Regions from separate parts of the Sus scrofa genome. Here region 1 is linked to region 2. A link is a contact called in public Hi-C data. All regions are on one chromosome and are shown on one strand. The core of a region is the stretch at or near the end of the contact, and the rest is flanking DNA. Distances in the headings are between cores, read along the strand shown. Region 1 overlaps NCOA1 (nuclear receptor coactivator 1). Region 2 has its middle 13 kb from the start of CENPO.

Evidence for each region. Hi-C and Micro-C count contacts between places; a contact is called where the count stands out from the background.
Region 1: a Hi-C map of liver shows a contact between it and region 2, with 2.0 times the contacts expected there. The contact joins two enhancer-like sites. A contact is called at or near these places in 14 of 47 Hi-C or Micro-C datasets (alveolar macrophages, blood, embryonic fibroblasts and 8 more) and 1 of 2 datasets of contacts at active chromatin or transcription factors (skeletal muscle).

The regions. Positions count from the first base shown.
Region 1 is chr3:114,040,394-114,043,093 of Sscrofa11.1, forward strand. The region is part of intron 10 of NCOA1 (nuclear receptor coactivator 1); the gene reads right to left. Among named protein-coding and RNA genes, the nearest start is that of NCOA1, 57 kb to the right of the region's middle. Within about 2 kb of position 1,403, at least 5 of the 83 cell types and tissues checked have an H3K27ac peak or open chromatin away from gene starts, as enhancers often do. A contact at or near this core is called in liver, where this site is marked.
Region 2 is chr3:113,991,295-113,993,994 of Sscrofa11.1, forward strand. No RefSeq gene overlaps it. Among named protein-coding and RNA genes, the nearest start is that of CENPO, 13 kb to the left of the region's middle. Within about 2 kb of position 1,372, at least 4 of the 83 cell types and tissues checked have an H3K27ac peak or open chromatin away from gene starts, as enhancers often do. A contact at or near this core is called in liver, where this site is marked.

The DNA.
Region 1 (2,700 bases), core at 153-2,652, 49 kb after region 2:
ATGATAAAAGAAAAATAGTTTAAAACTACATTGAGATACTTAAAAAAACCCGTCAGGTTGGCAAAGATGAGAAAGTGCATAATTCAACTTATTGGAAAGGAGGTGTGGAAAGAGGAACATTGTCAGTTAGTGCTTACACTGGCATAAGAGAGCCATTTGGCAAAGTTTACCTACCCTTTGACCTGGCAATTCTGTTCAGAATTTCTACTTCAGATATACTCTCAAATACGGTCAATTATCTCTACGTAAGATTATTCATTGCAGTTTTGCGGTAGCGAAAGATACCTACCAATAGCCTCAACACACTAAACACAGCCATGAAAACAGGGAAATAAAACTGCACTTTTTAGATACTGAAAAGTTTTTATGTGAAACTCTATTTTTAGAGGTAGGCGGTACTCCTAATGTACTCTAGTCTAATAAGATTTAAAAGTTAATCATCTCAGAAAGTGTATGTTCACAGAACATAAAAACCATCTTAAGTGGTCATTCACTTACTCCAGTAATGTTATCAACGTTCAAATATTTTTGGAATTCTTTTAGAACTATCTTAACCAGTGTACAAGTCCTTCAATAAAATACGTCTTATAATCACGTCTAATTTTGGTTCTGATTTTTTTTTAAAGTATTATTCTTTTTGGATCAACAAATTTGGCTCCATCGACTTCACACAATTTCAGAAGTCAAATCCACCTCAAAGGATAGGAATCTGGAGACAGTGTCACAGGGACATAGCAGAGGTGTTGAAGGTACTGCCAAGAAAGCACGTTACGCATATTTTGATCAACATCCCTCTAAGTTGTCTCTTGATGTGCTCCCATAGTACATTTCCAACCAAATTATTTAAATCACTTGGTCACTCTGCATGACTGTGTGTGCATATGGACACCATGTTTTAAAACCAGGCTGACTGAATTTTAAATCCTGGTTCTGCTTATACTAACTGGGTAACTTCTGGGCAAGTTTTTGGTCTAGGTGTGTGCTTACTTTTCATACTCTGGACCTTAGTTCTCTCATATGTAAACAGATCTAAGGAAAATTTGTGGTTCAATTTGACAGATTTATGTTACCTACATTTTATTCTCTCTCTAAAATTATCACTGAAATAAAAGAAGTAAAAAGGGGAAAAATAATTTTACATCTGAAGGAGAGGCCAAAAGAAGTAGGGCAGTCAACTAGAACAATGAAGAATTTCTAAGACAAATGAAAAGCTAAAATTGAGAGTGAAATTCAACTAAACTAGAAAACTTACATCAGGACAAAGAGAAGGTTTTCCAAAAATGCGAGTTTTTTTCAACACCAGAACAACTCCAAACTCAGTGGTCAGTTGAGCAGGTAAAGGAACAGGCCATGGGTGATTGCCCAGATAATTAAAGGACAACTGAACAGCTGCCACCAGGCCCTGCTTTGAGTGCAGCTGACTCTGGCATCTACCCATGGGATTAAAGTGGTGAGTGCATGACTCAGAGTGGGAGTTCTGCCCAGGGAATCTCCCAACGTGGGTGCAAGGGCTGCCACGAGGGATTTCCCCATCACCAACCCCCACTCCTTCACAACAACAACTGAGAAACAAGGCTTCTATAATCAGAACCTACATTCACTGCCAGGGCAAAAAGGGCTTCTCACTTTAGCTCAAGAGACACTCTAGCTACCAAGATGTTTCATTCTAGGTCTTTTTTCAGTACACATGGACAGACGGCTCAAATTCACCAAACATTCAAAAAAAGTCAACAGCAGGAAAGAACAATAGCAAATTTAACAAAAAAAGAAACTTTGAAGAAAAAAAGATTATGACAGAAAATGGATGAGCTCCAAAGTAAGTATGCTAAATTTATCACCACACATTTAAAAGTCTATCATATATATAAAAAGTAATAGACGTCTAAGAAAAAATTTTTTTAAAAACACAATTGCAACAATTAAAAGAACACAATAGACTGACAGAAGAGCAGACTGGAAATGGATGAAGACTCAGCTTTGATCTGGAAAATCTGGCCCAGAGACTCTCTCAGAATGCAATGCAGAAGGGCAAGGAAAAGAAAAGAATGAGAGAAGGTGACACGGCAGACAGTTCCAGAAGTTCTAATAGGTGAAACACAATAATTAACTCTCCTATGCGAGACCTTTGCACTTGACATGGTTCAGCTTAAGACTGAAGACTCCAGTCAGGAAAGATGATTGATTTTCCTGGATGGGCACCAGATTAAGACGTGGAATCAGCCTTTCCATAATGGACTCTGGCTCTAGTGAGAGGCAGTGGAGGACAGCTAGAGGCTAGAGGGGGCAGAGAATCAGAGGCTGTTCTCTCTCTTTACAAGATCATATTTTTTCCCTCTTCTTTCTTTCTTTTTCCTTCTCCAACCCTTTGTTCTCTTTTCCTTTCTCCTGTCCAACTTGTTTCCTTAGCCTTACGCTTCGCCTCTTAAAACCTGTTCTGTTTCTTGTCTGTATAGAAACATTGTAAACTGGCTGTTTGGAGCTCCCCCCCCTCCGCCATTTACCTCAGTATCTTCCCTTCCAGGCTTCTGGCCTTTGCCATCACTATGGGACAAAGTTGAACAGATCCTGGCCTATTTACATACTTTCATACACTGAACAGTATTCAGGTGAGATCTCAAGAGAGAAAAAAAGAGCTATATGTCTCAAGACAGGTCACGAATGAAAAACACTCCACTTTCGCCAACTTGTAGAGCTACTAGA
Region 2 (2,700 bases), core at 122-2,621:
GTGGGCGTCGAGGGTCATGAAGCTTAAAACGCAGGTAGGTTTCAGATCAACTACAGGCAAGAAGTTGTCACTAACATATTTGGAAGGGTGCGTTTAGAGAGGCTTCGCTGATGATTATGTCAAGGATGAGTGTAAAAGGCATGAGGGTAGTTTTTATAATCACCCCCCCAAAAGATAATGAAGTCCAGAATTCGATCTTTGATCAAATAGGCTTAGAAAGGAGAAAACAGCTATGAGGCATTACAATACAGCTTTTTGCAATTTGGTGATATGAGTGGGAGGAAGTTGCCGATGCAGTTAATTCAGGTAAGGGACACAAGAAGCTATTCTTGGGGAAATAAGTTTTTCAGTGTGGGGCTGAAGTTTGAGGTGCTCGGAGAAGGCTGTAATCCTTCCATGACGTAATGTTTAGCAGTTGAAAGTTCAGGACTGAATTTTTTTTTTTTTTTTTTTTTTGGTCTTTTTGCCCTTCCCGCAGCATATGGAGGTTCCCATGCTAGGGGGTCCACCGGCCTATGCCAGAGCCACAGCAATGCGGGATCTGAGCTGCGTCTGCGACCTACACCACAGCTTGTGGCAACTCCGGATCCTTAGCCCACTGAGCAATGCCAGGGATTGAACCCATAACCTCATGGTTCCTGGTGGGAGTGGCCAACCACTGAGCCACGACAGGAACTCCCTCAGGACTGAATCTTAAAGAGAGATCTTGGCTAGAAGAGTGGACTGAAGATGCATATAAATGTAAGCAGTATTGGGTTCAAGGGGAAAGATGAAATTGTTCGGAGAGGGTTCAGGGACTTGCCTGAGAACTATTACCCTCACACAAATTTAAAATATGAAAAAAAAAATCAGTATTTTAACACACTCAAAATTAGTGCCCAGTTTTATTGTCAAAAGGAACCCCCCTACCCAAGCATTAAAGGAACTTGAGTTCTAGAGAAAAACTTTTTTTTTTTCCTTACTACAGCCACACCTGCAGCATATGGGAGGTCCCGGCCAGGGGTCTATCAGAGCTACAGCTGGGACCTACATACACTACAGCCATGGCAACAACAGATCCAGAGCCCCATCTGAGACCTTACGATGGGTTCTTAACCCACTGGGTGAGGCCAGTGATCCAACTCGCATTCTTAAGACCATGTTGGGTTCTTAGCCTGCTGAGACACAATGGGAACTCCGAGAAAAACGTTTAACTTACCAGGATTCCCAGTCTTTATGTGTCAGTGTGTAAGGATGCTTCTGTCTTTAACAGTTGTATCGGGCAGTGGAAACAATGGCAGATTTAACCACAAAGCCCAAGGATAGCCTCTTGGGTCTGGCACTTACCCCAGCCACCTAACCATTCATCTGAGCTTCAGTTTCATCATTTGTAAGTTTGGGACTATGACCTACTCTAATTGCTTCACAGGATTTCAAAGATCAAATGACATACTGTTTGAACATGCTGTACAAACTAAGAAATTATTAACACAAGTGTATTAGCCCAGCATACTGTCTGGCAGAGTAGAAATGAAAAGTATTGAACTGATTATAATAACCTCTATTATTAAGAAGGAAGCAGGAGTTCCTGTCATGGCACAGTGGAAATGAATCCTACTAGGAACCATGAGGTTGGGGGTTCTATCCCTGGCCTTGTCCAGTGGGTTAAGGATCCGGCGTGGTGTAGATCGCAGACGTGGCTCAGATCTGGCGTTGCTGTGGCTCTGGTGTAGGCGGTGGCAACAGCTCTGATTAGACCCCTGGCCTGGGAACCTCCATGTGCCGAGGGTGCAGCCCTCAAAAGACGAGACAAAAAAAAAAAAAAAAAGAAGGAAGCAGCTTCAGGCAAATGTCTCTGTACTTCCCATATTGCCTATCACAGTATCTATACTGCAACAGCTCATAAATATATCATAAATACTAAAACTTGGTCTATGTTGTTTTTTACTTTTAGGGCCGTACCCACAACACATGGACATTCCCAGGCTAGAGGTTTAATTGTTGCTGCAGCTGCTGGCCTAGGCCACAGCCACAGCAGCCCCGGATCCAAGCTGCATCTGTGCCTCACCCCCCCCTGCAGCAACGCTGGAGCCATAACCCACTGAGGAAAGCCAGGGATTGAACCTGCATCCTCATTATGCTAGTCAGATTCTCAACCCGATGAGCCACAACGGGAACTCCTAGTTTTCATTTATTCTGTACCCTAGGACCTCTGAGCATTGGAATGGGAGAAAAACCTGATGAAATAAAAGTTATTCTTTTTAATGTTTTAAGTATTTTTTATTTTTATTTTTTTGCTTTTTAGGGCCACACCCATGGCATATGGAGGTCCCCAGGCTAGGGGTCTAATTAGAGCTACAGCTGCCGGCCTATGCCACAGCAACACCAGATCCAAGCTGTATCTGTGACCCATGGTAACGCCGGATCCATAACCCACTGAGCAAGGCCAGGGATGGAACCCACAACCTCATGGTTCTTAGTCAGATTCGTTTCTACTGCGCCATGACGGGAACTCCTCCTTTGAATATTTTAATTCTCTTCTCAAGCCAATGTCTCCGTTTTGCTCTGGGTATCTCTGGCCATTGCTTGTTCTGCCAATTGCACAAATTACCAAAGTTCTGAGATAAGTATGAATGACTGGATCAGAGCTAAACTCCAGCATAGAAGAAAGATTCATTGTCTGCAGAAGAATCAAGAGTGAGGAAGGAGCCATGATCTGCT